Linked DNA regions of Mus musculus: region 2 is linked to region 1. The links are chromatin contacts, called in public promoter capture Hi-C maps. All regions are on one chromosome and are shown on one strand. Each heading gives the region's core, a stretch centred on a gene start, on an enhancer-like site or on the middle of the called end of the contact. The rest is flanking DNA. Distances are from core to core; before and after follow the strand shown.

What was found. Promoter capture Hi-C pulls out the DNA fragments that hold promoters and counts their contacts.
Region 2: a contact with region 1 is called in a promoter capture Hi-C map of neutrophils, with 4 times the contacts expected there. The contact joins the promoter of Nmb here to the enhancer-like site in region 1. A contact is called at or near these places in 2 of 39 promoter capture datasets (cranial neural crest and neutrophils) and 2 of 115 datasets of contacts at active chromatin or transcription factors (bone marrow-derived macrophages and memory CD8 T cells).

The regions. Positions count from the first base shown.
Region 1 is chr7:80,453,736-80,460,863 of GRCm38.p6, forward strand. Blm (Bloom syndrome, RecQ like helicase) reads right to left here. Exons shown (of 22, transcript NM_001042527.2): 20 at 6,995-7,117; 21 at 5,078-5,261; 22 at 1,258-1,701. The coding sequence ends at 1,524. Among named protein-coding and RNA genes, the nearest start is that of Gm44851, 53 kb to the left of the region's middle. Within about 2 kb of position 3,401, at least 116 of the 459 cell types and tissues checked have an H3K27ac peak or open chromatin away from gene starts, as enhancers often do. A contact at or near this core is called in bone marrow-derived macrophages and neutrophils, where this site is marked.
Region 2 is chr7:80,902,210-80,909,337 of GRCm38.p6, forward strand. It overlaps Nmb (neuromedin B), which reads right to left and starts at 2,853. Exons shown (of 3, transcript NM_026523.4): 1 at 2,612-2,853; 2 at 1,925-2,097; 3 at 18-294. The coding sequence starts at 2,768. The coding sequence ends at 259.

The DNA.
Region 1 (7,128 bases), core at 2,151-4,650:
CAGGGGAAGGGATGCCTCGGCATGGGCCCACAAAGGCACCCCCTTCCACCTCACCATACCTTGGTCTAACAAATGTATCTCTGGCTTCCCTTTCTCTTTTCTTTATTTTTATTTTTGGCTTTTCGAGACAAGGTTTCTCTGTATAGCCCTGGCTGTCCTGGAACTCACTGTTGACCAGGCTGGTTTCAAACTCAGAGATCTGCCTGCCTCTGCCTCCCAAGTGCTGGAATTAAAGGCGTGCGCCACCACTGCCCGGTCCCTTTCTTTTGTGATAAAACACAAACGTTTCTGTTAGACATTTCCTGGTGTCCTGTCTTATCATCTTGGAGAGAGGGTCTCATGTGGTCTAAACTGTGGTCAATGTCTCACCTTCCTTAAGGTGATCGCTATGCAGAACATCTTCACTGGGCCCCAGCTCAGGCCAGTTTCAGTCACTTGCCTTTGCTCGCTTCCTCTTGGGGTTGCCCAAGTGCAATGGTGCATTTCCCAGGGTACCTGCTCAGACTGGAGGCCACGTTGGAGGAAGGAGGCAGCTGCACTTTCTGTATCAGTTCCAAACAGAATGCTTCTCCAGAGCTGAGTGAAGCTCTGGGACTTGCCTGAAGCAGAGTTGCCTTTGATACAAACCACCGTGTGTACAAACCTTCCTTCTGGATGGGCCGCCACAGAGAATGTTGGGCCTTGCCAGACTCTCTCCAGGTAACCTTGGCTACTTGGTCCATCCTTTCTTCTTTTCACCCCGACAGGAGTCAAAAGAGAGCTTTCAAAGGCTTATTCAACAACCAGCTCTCAGCTAACACATTTGGCTGGTCTCTTCACTAAACTGCCAAAGGTGGTCCCTCAGCATAGGTGTATGGCCATCTGATGCCACCCCAGTTCTGAGGTCTCAAGACAGTGGTCTGCAGGCTTCTAGCTCCCTTCTCCGAGTGAGGTCAAGGATCTGGGCATTACACAAAGGGCAAACTAGGAAACATATCAATATTTAATACATTCTTGTGAGCAATCTATTTTATTTATTTATTTATTTTTGTTGCTGTTGTCTGTCTATCCTTTCTTTTTCCTTCCTTTAAAAAGAGAATGTTTCTCATTGCCCACATCGGTCCTGAACTCCTAGGCTCAGGTGATCTTTTTGGCTCAGCCTCTGTATATTATAGGAATTACTATGTAATACATTTTCTGTTTCCTCTGTCATTTGTCAAGGCTGCCTCACACAAGAAGTTCTACAGTTTCACAATGTCCCATGCTGCCTTCCCTTGGCTTCAGCAGTCATGTTCCCCTCGGGATTTCCTGGGGTGGATGATTCAGCCATTGCTACAATTGTTACAGATGCTCTGAGAAACAATGGCCACTACATGTGCAGTAGCACCAAAGAAAATGTTTATTTAAAAATAAGAACTATCACATGAGATACATTTAAATATTAATAGATAGAAGTGAAAACTTCAAATGCTGTAACAAGACTAACAGCTTTCTATTCACAGATGGTCAGATGCTGACAAACAAGATCTATGCGCAGAGAACTGTTAGGAGAAGGCATATGAAGGCCTGAGGAACGTTCTATTTACAGGCTTTGGAGGAGCCATAATCCCCAGTTTTCTACTGGCTGATGATGTTGCCTGAGAAGCACATGAGGCCGAGCGGGATCCAGTTACACCATAGAATTTACTTTTAGAAGTCGTTTTTCTGCATGTAGTAGAGCCCCTAAAATGTGGCAAAGAAAAGAAAATTAAAATGCTAAATGAGACGAAGTTAATAATCTTGTCTGTTAACTTGCCAGGAGAACAAACATGATTTTCCTTGGTCTTACATTTGTCTGCATTTTCTGTCTGGAAACCCCACGAGAGGGTAAGTTGCCCTACCCCAGTACACAAGTATGCTCTGAATTTCTTTCTAAAGTATCTCAGTTCGTGGCCTGTGACCAACCACAGACTCTCCCTCTAGCCACACCTTCCACAGCCTATAGCCGGAATCCTCTGCCTCTGGGTCTATTCTAACAAAGAGGAAGTGAAGACCTCTTTCTCTTTTTTTTTTTTCTTTTTTTTTTTTGGTTTTTCAAGACAGGGTTTCTCTGTATAGCCCTGGCTGTCCTGGAACTCACTCTGTAGACCAGGCTGGCCTCTGCCTCCCAAGTGCTGGGATTAAAGGCATGAGCCACCACTGCCTGGCATGAAGACATCTCTTAAAGACCCCAAATCTCTGGCCATCAGATACCCTAGAATTACTGCACTGACCCAGATGTGAGCAAGGCAGCTTTGTGCAGAGTGGAGATGGGGCAGAGCCTCTGGGTGGCCTCATCCTAGTCACATAGTCCTAGGAAGGCTGCATATGTGGCTCCTTAGGGAGGACCAAGCTGCCTCATGCAGTGGTCTGGCATGTGTCAGGGCCACGTAGTCAGCAATTCCCCTGCCCCAACACCCAAAGAACTGCCAACTTGTCCTTTCTGCTTACTGCCTCCTACAAGAAGGGAAGAGGGCCCTGCCAGAGCCTGAGCTGTGCCCTGCATATCACTTCTTTGCTGACCCGAGGAGAGCAATTTTCTAACCCTTGATAAAACAAACAAAAAGTGAACCACCTTGTCAGCTGGTTTACAGTGACAGTGGGCAGTGCAGAGGTGCACCATCAGTTGTATAATCCCGGGCAGTTAGTGGCATCCTAGGGCATGCTGCTGGGGTTAGGAAAAGTTTTTCAACATTGTAAACCTCTTGCTGGAGGGAAGGCAATCTCATTGCAGATCTGGCGGAGAAGCAGCCTCAAGTTTCCCTCTGCTGACTTCCTGCTGAGGAATGAAGCCCGGAGCAAACCCTGCTGTTTATATGGATTTACAGAACGCATCTGCCAACAGCAGCCTCCATTTCAACGGCTCATCCATTTTCCTCCCACTCAGAAAGCTCAGAACACACCTGGCTCATTGTGTGGCTTTCTGGAGACGTGAGCCCCAGTGGTCTGTTGGGGGTGAAGGGCTCTTGGCAAGGAGCCCCAGTATTCTCTCACTGCACAGGTGAGCAGCCCCGGGGCTGGAATCCCCCTCAGGGTGGGCTGGAAAACCCAGAGGAGCAGAGGAGATGCCAAGCAGCTGCTGATGGTGAAGAGTCACCAAGCTGGCAGGCAGAAGAGACCCTCCTTACACACAGACCGACTACACTTAGATGGAAACCGGAGCTGGCTGTGGGGCACTATGATGTTGGTTTTGTTTTCTGAGATAGAGTCTCATGGCACAGACTGGCTTTGGACTGTGCGTGTGTGTGCGCGAGTGCGTGTGCGAGAGAGCGTGTGTATGCATTTACGTATTTGCTTACTTTTGTTGAGACAGGGTTTCTCTGTAGAGTGCCGGCTGGACCCAAACGCAGAGATTTGTGTGCCTCTCAACTGCTGACACTGAGGCACGCATGACCATGTGTGGCACTGAACCACAGATTACCTTGCACTCTGATCTTCCTGCCTCCTAGCTCCCGAGTGCTACAGTAAACCTTTATGCCTCGTGCAAATTTGAGTTTTACTCCTTATTAAATCAGATTACAGGCAACATGGCAAAGAGCTCCTTTCTCACAAACAGCTGCTGTGCAAATGAAGTGAAGGAGCCAGCAGCAAAGAACAGTGTTGGTCTCTTCCCTCCCAACAAGTAGAAGCCAGATGTCAGATCGCCCACGGTTTCAAGGAGTGTCCACAGACTCGCAGAAGTGAAAGTGCTCTGAGCCGTCAGGCCAGGCCAGTGTCCAATCCTACCTCTGAAACGGAGTAGGCGAGACTGGCCTCAGGCAAGCCCTTCCCTCCCACACAACACAGGCCAGGCCAGTTTCCCCATCCTAAACCCAAGGGGGTTGGACCAGAAGCTTTTTAAGGTCTCATGCTCTGTGAGCAACTAAGCAAATGAGTGCTTCCCAAGGGGAGGAATAAATGAAGGAAATGAGAAAATGTCCTCACTGAGGAATATCTGATGGTCACTTGCGCACTCAAAACCACAAAGTTAAACCACCATTTACAAATGTCTTTAATTGTGTACTCTGGAGGAAGGTTAGCACATGTAAGAAGTCTGTTTATGGATTTAACAAGAAATGACAATTTGGTGACATTGTCTGCCTTTCTCTTCCCCCACTCAATCTTGTTTTTCTCACTTAGAAGGAGAAAAGGTGGAAAACTGCAAACAACAGCTCAGAGCCATGCAGCTTTGGTTCCTGTTCTAAGCAGTTCTGTTACAGTATGCACTTCTCTGGGGACCACCATCTCTGGATTGAGGGCAGGAGGTGATGGGCATCTAGCAGGGGAGAAGGAGGAAGAGGGGGAGGGAGGGACTCTTGGATACAGTCCAATGGTGGAAAACATGCCTGCTGCCAAGACCTGGCCACTCTGACTTCGCTTCTCCTGTGCAGACATGCTGCAGCCAAGCAAAGGGAGGAGAAGACAGAAACCACTTACACAGCCCCCAAGGAAACTTGGCTTGTCTGGCCTTTGGATTTCCCCAAGTGGTCTCCTCTCAGCTATCCTGCCAAGACTAGGAGACCCAGTCTCCCGGGCATTAAAAGTAGCAGGGAGGGTGGGGAATGCGCTGGGCTAGCAGTGCTCAGTTAGATTGTAGGAAGCTATGGGCTGGACCTCAGCATTGCATAAACCAGGTGTGATGGCCCACATGTAATCTCAGAAGTTGGGAGGTGGATGCAGGAAGAGTATAAAGTCAGGGTCAACCTTGGCTTTAAACTAAGTTCAAGGGCAGACTGTGATAGAGGAGACCCTGTCTCAAAAAATAGCAGAGAGACCCAGAGAATCCTGCAGCAGAGGGAGTGCAGCAAACACTTATAGACTCCCAAAAGCCTGAAGGACACGGCCGTGTTATTTACTCAGGGTGTTTTTGGTGGAAAATACTTTAAGAAGAATAATTACCTCAAAAGAAACAAAAATTCCAAGGTAAAGTCAAAGTTTGAGAAGTTTTTGCAAATTAGATTACTTAAAAATCCAAAGTCCTGCTTTTACTTTGGTTTAGGGGCTAGCCATCAATCTATTAACTATTGACTGTTAGAGCAGCTATATGCACCCCATCCTCCCCGTCCCCCGGATGCTACAAAGACATAAAGACCATACATACCCCTTTGCTCTGAAGCCACCGTAACTAGTTCTTCTCCTCTTGGGCTTATGGGTGGCTGACATTTTCTTTCTCTTTCTTTCATTTCTAGTTTGATTTGCAAAGTAGTGAGAAGATACAGGCGCTTCCTCCTCCTCCTCCTCAGTGTCCTCTGGGGCGCCTCTGGCGCCTGGGGAACCATCCTCAGCTACAAACAGGAAATGCAGACATTTACAGGTGACCCTGGGTTTGGAGCCCAATACCAGCTGCTTTCCTGCTGAATGGATTCAACACCTCAGCAGGAATTAAACATTTTATTTTGAAAAGCTTAAGTATGTTCAATGGCAATTTATATTTAATGAGAGAGAATCAAAACTCATTACTTACAGATTTTTGTGATAATTTTCAACTCAACTGGAGATGTCAGGTTTAGTTCACACTTTACTGCATGAGGCCTATGTTATTTTACATTGTGCAGCTAACCCTTGCGAACTGAAGTAAAGGCTGCCATAAGTGTTAGCTGATTTTATTTATCATTTTAAACATGTTGAGAAAATAAGTCCAATATAAAAAAACCAACAAATTCTGTTCTTCATCTTTAACCAACAGCCTCTTAATAAACACACCAGAAAATTCAGTACTGTATTTTACTCCTAAGCCATTTCTCTGCATAATTGTTATGAACACGTGGCATATCAAGCAGGAATTTGGCCTGAGTGAAAACATACATTTGCCTAGAGTTATTGGAGAAGGAACTTTAACTGAGAGAGTTCTCCCACCAGACTGGCCTGTTAGGGATGCTAGGGCATTTTCTTTTCTTTTGTGTTTTTTTCTGAGACGGGTTTCTCTGTGCAGCCCTGACTGTCCTGGAACTTGCTCTGTAGACCAGGCTAGCCTTACTTCAGAGATCCATCTGCCTCTGCCTCCTGATTGCTGAGATTAAAGGTGTGTGCTAACATTGCATGACTTGAATTTTCTTGATTGATGGGAAGGAGGAACACAGCCCACCCTTGGTCATGCTGTCCTTGAGGTGGTCCTGAGGTAAATGGAGGCAGAGGCTGAGAAGTTGAGAGGGAACAAGTGAGTAAGCAGTGTTCCTTCATAGTCTCTGCTTCAGCCCTGGACTTGTCTTGCTTCAATGGACTACAGCTCAGGATACATAATACAAACAAACCCTCTGCTCCCCAAGTTGCTTCTGATCACGGTATTAATCACAGCAATAGAAACCTGACTAAGACAGCAGGTCCACTGGGGATGACAACTTAATGCTGGCGTGTAAGTGGACAGCACACTGTGCCCCTTCATCCCCTACAGCAAACTACTCCTTTTTCTCAGTTTCCCTCATCCAGTGATCTCTATACCAGTGCCATGGCTTGTAACGAGGCACCACAGGACAGACCTAATGCAGCCTCTGGCAACCTCTGCTTTGATGTCCTCACAAAGTCAGATTCTTCCAATGGCAAGAGTGTTCCAGTGACACATCCATTTTCCCAAAGCACGTAAGAGCTACTCTAACATGTTATCTTGACAAGCTTGCTAGATAACATGTCCCTTCCTTACATGAGAACGAACAGTGAAGCACACTGGGGATGCTGGTGTCCTGCCAGGATCACATAGTGAGGTGATAGTCCATCTGGAATGGGTGCCAGGGATCATGACTCCTTGGCCACTCACTTTGCCTTACCAAAACAACAGCGTGTAGGCCCTCGGGCAGGCACAGAGGCTCCCTCCCACCTGTGCTCCATCAGCAGCTTTAATGCCGGGCTTCCTAACTACCTGAGAGGTGCCTCACACACTGGGACTGTTCTTAGGATTGGAACTTCAGTGTAACAGGTGTAGGATGCATTAACTACCTGGTGCCAGCTCAGGGAGACGCACTGCTTAACAGTAACACAGTTCTGAGAGGGGCTCACAAGTAAACAGGTTTGGAGGATACGGAACCTGGCACTGTCCATTCTGAGTACTTCTGTAATACTGGAATCACTTCTGCACCATATTTTTCCAGCTTGTCTTCGGTAACACCATCAATCTGAAGCAAAACCTCAGGATCAGAAGATAAAGATTCTGTGTGTGGA
Region 2 (7,128 bases), core at 1,603-4,102, 450 kb after region 1:
AAGGAGAGGCCCAGACATTCTGTGTAAAGAGCAGTATTTTTATTCACCACTTCACCAGGGAAGCAAGAAATACAGCAGGAAAGACTTTGTGTCTGCATCATTAACATTCCTGGTGACCCAACCAGAAATCACAGTAACAGATTAACACATTTGAGCTTAGGATTTACATCCAGAGGAGGCCACTGCTAGGGTTCCATTGTCAGCTTCCCTGGATGGACACATTCTAAGCCCAGCATCCGGTTTGTTCCATTATTGGCATCACTTCTGCAGTAGTGGCTCCAGCAGCCTCCTGTACTGAAGGCAAGAAGGGAAGACTTGACTCTGGAGTCCACAAATCAGGGAAATGCTGAGTGTACCCAGGAGGGCAGCTGCAGGCTCTCAGCTGAGCCTCTCAGTGAGAACCTTTCTCCCTGGAAGACCTGAGGAGTCAGGGGGATTGGTTTTCCCAGAATATAGCCCCAACTTCACAGGGTAGTCATGACAACTAAAGGACATCACAGAAACCAAGCCCAAGGCATTGGAGAAGTGTCAGCAACATGCCCTACCCCCCATGCTCTGCTGCAGACCTCACTCCCTGCCACTGGCCATGGCAGTATTGCTTTCTATGAGATTCTCTGGTTGGTCGTGGTATTTCAGGTCTTCCAAATAATGTCCCTAGAGGTGATGCGCTCTCTCTCTCTCTCTCTCTCTCTCTCTCTCTCTCTCTCTCTCTCTCTCTCTCTCTCTCTTTCTCTCTGGACTCAGCTAGCCCAAGCTTCTCGCTTTTGCATCAGGGGTTCCAGGGATGTTTGCTGGGACTGGAGGTAGACCTGCTTCTAAGGAATGTCTCTTCTCTGAGCATGTTCACACTGTGCTAAGCATAGTAGGGGTAGGAAGGGCGTCATAGCAAAGTCCTGCCAGAGGCTTGCAGACATGTGGTAGGAACTCCTGCTTCCAAGAGCTTTCTGGTTGCCCAGAACTGGACTGCACGTGATACAAATGATCTCATCTACTGGGAGGTGGGCCTGTTGTTTCTATTTGATGAAGACACATTTCTAAGGTTCCCCTAGCTAGTTAGCTAGGTGTGGCCCCAGCATGCATCCTACCCATCCCACTGCCTTCTGCACACAGCAATGAGTACCAGGGGACACCAGCAGGAGCCAAGAACGGAGGAGCTGCCACACCACCTGGCAGCACCACAAGGCCTTGAGCACCACAGGTCAATGCTTTACAACCAGCAGTGAGTCAAGCCCACTTCCACCAGGGGGACACCGACACTCATGTCCGAAGGCTTTGGTTTTTGTTTTTCCCAAACTCCTGATCTCAAACCATCCTCCTGCCTCAACCTATGAGGCATTTGGGACTGCAGGCAAGTGCATTGTTCTTGGTCTGCAGGGAATCTTGGTTATCACAACTTGGTGAGAAGGGAATGTGCTACTGGCCTCTGGCGGGTAGAGACCAGGGATGTGCTAAGCATCTCAAATGCAAAGGACAGCCCTGCAGAGCCTTTACTGTCAGGAACACTGGCATTGGGAAGTGGATGGGAGACTGGAAAGCAGGCTGGTTCTGAGGTGTCACCACTGGTCACTTCCCTTCCACCTCAAGGCCGTAGGGATCACAGCTTGGGACACAAGCACAGCCTGGCATGGCAAAGGTGGGCTTGGCTAATGACAGCTGGGGTGGACAAGGCTGTGTGGCCTGGAGAACACTCTATTTAAGAGCTAGAATACTCCTAGTCTGCGACGTCAGACTGGGGATGGGCAAGGAGGAACTTTTTCCCCCATGTAGTCTGGCTGCTGCGTCATTTTCCAGTCTTTGGGATATTCCCCCTTTGAGCCCTGGGACCTTGGCTTTCTGGAATCCATTACCGTCTGGCTAGGCAGTCCCACCCTGAAGACATGCTGGGCAGCAATTCTTCCATGCTGGTACTGGGGAGGGGGCTTACCTGGATTGGGGGAGCTGGGCCACTGAAGTTCATGCCTAGAGCTTTCTTTCGCAGGAGGATCCTGAGCAGATCATGACTCAGCTGTAGTCTCTGGTCCCTCGGGGTGTTAGGGGGTGCTGTCCCCACCAGTGACAGGCTCGGGGGTTCCAGGCTCTTCTTGCCCATGAAGTGACCTAAGAAAGGAGGTGCCAAGGTACATGGGAGCTCAAGATGAGGACCCCATCACCACAGCAAGCTCTGGTCTAGTCGACCTTTCGGCTCTCACAGAGGGAAGACAAGAAACATTATCCTCAGAAGCCACAGATCTCTGGGTGGAGGCAAAGCTGACATCCTGAGCTTTTCCTGACCCGCTGGAGGATAGAAGACGGGTAGATAGCCCAGGACCAGGGAGACTACCTGCCAGGGAAGGAAGTGGAGAAGGTGCCTCTAAATGGATGCAGAGAAGACATGAGGTGAGAAGACTTGTCAGTCTGCCTAACCGACTGGTAACCGGATCTAATCTCTGTCTTAAACTTTCTGAGTGGGTTATCTTAGCCATGTCTAGGGTCTCAAGATTCCCATCTGTTAAACTTGATGAGCCCCCCGCGACTGCAGGAGCTCCGCTACCAAGAGCCTCCAAAGTGTTGAAAAGGAAACTGAGGACCAAGGAGAATGAGGCATGCTTATAGGGGGTCCCCTAACACTTACCGGTCGCCCAGAGGTTGCCCCGAGGGTGCACTCGAATCTTGCTTGCTCGGCTGCGGGGCTCCGGGAGATCCCAGTTGAAGGGAGCGACGCCGGAAGCGAACAATGCGAAGAGCAGGAGACCACGGAGGAGCCAAGAGCTCCCTGCTTGCCGGGTCATGGCTGTGCCAAACAGGCTCTTCTCTGGCACTCTCAGGATACTAGTTCTCGAAGCCCGCCTTCCAGCCTTTTAAACTACAGTCGGGAGCGGAGCCTGCCTGAGGAGCGGAGCTCGCTCCGCCCCAGAGCCCCGCCCCGCAGGCTCCGCCCACACAGCCTTGCATCCCGGTTTCTCCTAGAAACCCACCACACTCGCGTGCTTATGGCATCGTCCCCAGCAAAGGTGGTTCCCAAGGCCACCAACACAGCTTTCTGTGTTTCCATCAAGTTGTTACTTCAGCCCTCAAAGCTTCTCCTTAAAGCTAAAGCAGAACAAGAAGCCCTGCTTTTGGCAGTCTATGTGTTTGGCATCATCCCGCAGAGGAACTCAAGAATCCTGTCACCTCCTGTCTCAAACCATCTGAGCCTTGTTTGCCCTGCTTTGTGCTCACAAATGGCACACACTGGATAACCTGGACAAGTTCTGTGCCCAGAACGGGGACAGAATTATGGGGAAGGGAGTGAGGAGCTGCCTCCTAGTAGTGGTACCCTTTAAAGGGCCTGGCTTATCATACTGTAGGTCAGATCAGTGGAAAGATTGCTGGGCCAGATGACTTCTCTAGTGTAAAACGGAAATAACCATACTACTTGTGGAGAAGCAGAACTCTGCCTTCCAGAGCTGTTCTTATTGGTCTTGGAAAGTATCTTCAGTCATCAGTGGCATCCCTGAATGATCAGGGGCAGATATGTGCTCCGACCCAGCATTGTGGGAGGGGCAGGAGGGGACACCAATTTCCTGTTCACAAGAGTTCACTTACTCATTAGAAACTAAGTCAAGGAGTGACTGATGGAATAGAGTATTAGGTCTTGGACCCTTTACTGCATCATTTGTGCTGCCTAGCATAATCTTTTTATTTTGTTTGGGACATGAGCTATGTAGCTCTCTGTCCTGGAACTCCTACATAGAACAGATTGAGTTGAACTTATAGCAAGCCTCCTGTCTCAGGTTCCTAAGTACCAGATTATAGATGTGAGCCACTCTACTTGGTTTGCTGTCTTTACTGGGTCAGTTCTTACCTTCTGCTTTGTTTGAGACAGGGTGTCCTTCTTTCTGCTGTCTGTCATATAGTCCAGTTTAGCAGGCCCACAGATTCTGGGTTATTCTCCCATCCATCTCTCTCATCTCACCACAGGAACACTGATTGCATGTATGTGTCAGTACATACAGTTTGTCATGTGGGTTCTACCAATCTGAACTTAGCTCAGCCTTGTGGCTGCAAGTGCTTTTATCCACTTCGTCATCTCCCCAGCCTACACCTTACTTTTTGAGGCGGGGTCTCTTGCTGAAACTGGAGCTCATTGACTCAAACCTGGCTGGGCAGCAAGCCTAGGGACCCTCCTCTCTCCACCTGCCTAGCGCTGGGATTTTAGGTGCTGGCCCACACCCCTGGCTTTGCGTTTGGTGCTGGGAATCTGAACTCAGTACTCATACTTGCACGGCAAGCACTGCCTAAGCTTAGCCTTCATCCCCCAGGCCCAGGGAAGTTTTCTGAGGCCGTGTTACTGAGGTTCTGGAGTGTGGCACACGGGACAGTGACAGTCCATTTCTGGCCCTGGCTTTTCCCTTCAGTCTCCTTGCTTCTCACTTCCAACCTGACATTCACACCTCCCTGCTTTCTTGTCACAGCTTAGCCATGGTGTTCAGATATAGCTCTTATCACCTTCCCATACTAATCTTCCCTGTGTGGCTGCCTCCCGCTTTTCTGCATCTATCACATGCTCAGACTGTCGCTTTGGTCCATGGACGTAGAAACCAAAGGAAACAGTATTGACTTTAGTGAGTGCTGACTTCCTTAAATGCTTGAAGGAACTCACCTGACAAGCTTCTCTCTTATGTCACTGTCAGAGATCACCTCAGAGGCTTCGTTACTTGTCATGACACCTTTGGGGCACTGCCTGATGTACCCAAAGCTTTGAGAACACACACAGCTCCCCCTAACACATGCACGCCATTTTCCCACGCCTGTATCCGCTCAGCACCGGGGTGAGTTTTGAGTTCTCTGGGGGCAGAGCTAGTGACACTACCTCTCCCAGCTCACTGCTCTCCTGCACGTGACACTGAGTTCTGTTCTCACAGGCTCACGGATCTGACACACACAGCAAGCCAGGAAGCTGCTACTCAGTGAAGAGAGCGAGAGCCCAGGATGCCGGGAAGCCCTGCAAAGTGGGCAGGCCAGGCAGCGGCCCTAACTGCACGGAACCTTGGTGCACGTAAGGTGACAGTTACACACTGAAGTAATATTTTCAGCCCCAAAGAGGGTTTCTAAAAATGTTTTGGGATTTTAGAGACTTACACTCACTGTGGAGCCCAAGGCTGGCCTTGAACTCCAAATCCTCTTGTTTCAACCTCTCCAGTGCTGGAATGTGTGCCACATTACTGAGTGGCCAAAGAGGTTTTAACACTTGGGAATCTGGTACAGAATCCCACGATTCTAGGAGATTTGATAATCTGAGCCAACCCGAGGGAGAGAGGGCTTTGCAAATCTACGTTTTCTGCAGTAGCCCATTCAACTTCCAAAGACAAGACAGGGTAAGGCACCCAGTGTGGCAACCTGTACTGGGAAAGAGCAGACCTCTGCTGTGCACAGACCTTGTAAAGAAGCAGTGCAAACGCCTGAACTCTGCTTTCTCTCCTGGGTGGAACAGAGGTTACTCTGTAGCTTGTTAAATAGGAAACAATAGCTCTTGCCTTTGCAGCTATCGTGAGAGCAGCGCCCAGAATGAAGCTCAATCCCTTTGTGAGTTCTGACTGAAGCAATTAAGTGGCATTTCAGTGAACCAGCTCACGTTTGCAAGAACATGATGTCTTCCACTCTCCAAAGGCCGAAACAGAAGTATAGTGCCCATTTGATAGGAAGATGAAGTTCAGGTTGTCCAAGGACACCACAAAGGTCAGCAGATTAGCAAGGCGGTCCAGGTGCACAGAAGGCAATGTGTCATCTACACTGAAAAGGTGTGGCCCGGAAAGAGTAATGGCATAACCGTCCACGTGGGCATCCACCCCAGCACGGTGGGGATCGGCAGGCTAAAGTGACAAAGACAGAAAAGAAATCCTAGAAGGAAAAGCCAGTGCTGCCCAGCAGGAAAGGAGAAGGGCAAATACAAGGGTGATGAAGAAGATGCAGGGGAGGAAGCCTATCACACACAACTTCCATCACAGCCTGCCTATGCGGAAGAAACAGGAAAGGATGGACGTTTGTAACAAACTGTAAAGTGCTTGCAGTAGAGCAGACGGTGGGGTCCCAGGAAAAGCAGAGCCCGTCACCGGGAATCATTCACTCCTTAGTGAGACCTGAGTGTCCACACAACAGAGCATGGCCCCGCCCAAAGCATGCCTGTGACACCTTGGTTCCTAAATCAAAATGCCAACGCACCTACATCACTTTTTTTTTTTTCCTGGTTTTTCGAGACAGGCTTTCTCTGTATAGCCCTGGCTGTCCTGGAACTCAATTTGTAGACCAGGCTGGCCTCGAACTCAGAAATCCGCCTGCCTCTGCCTCCCGAGTGCTGGGACTAAAGGCATGTGCCACCACGCCCGGCTCACTTCTTTTTTCTTTTTGGTTTTTCGAGACAGGGTTTCTCTGTGTAGCCCTGTCTGTCCTGGAACTCACTCTGTAGACCAGGCTGGCCTCCAACTCAGGCATCTGCCTGCCTCTGCCTCCCAAGTGCTGGGATTAAAGGCATGCACCAGCACTACCCGGCTCTTTTTTCTTTTTCTTCTTCCTCCTCCTCCTTCTTCTTTCTCCTTTTTCTTCCTCCTCCTCTTCCTTTTTCTTTTTGGTTTTTCGAGACAGGGTTTCTCTGTATAGCCCTGGCTGTCCTGGAACTCACTTTGTAGACCAGGCTGGCCTCGAACTCAGGCATTTGCCTGCCTCTGCCTCCCAAGTGCTGGGATCAAAGGCGTGCGCCACCACGCCTGGCTCTCTTCCTTTTTTTTTTTTTAAAGAGATCTGCCTGCTTCTGCCTCCTACATGCTGGTGGACCTCCACACTTGGTATTACCTCAATTCTTGACCAGTGCTGAGAAAGAATTCTGTAGCACCATGGCTTTGGCTTGAATAAATTGGCAGGTTGAGAGCTTGACCAAAGCTTGATGTCAGCTAATTTATCTACTTGCCTAACATAAAGTTCTGAATATAAATTTGTGTAATTAGACTTCCTGAATTAAAGCAGGAACCAGGCTTACCAATCCAAATAGATGGGACAGTTAAAGCCATGGTTGTAGTGAAGTGACTGAAAGTAGGTAGAGGCATGCTGGGGATGCCTAAGACAGGCGTTTGTCATTCACAGTAAATAGTTCCATTGAACTGTATATGAGAACTA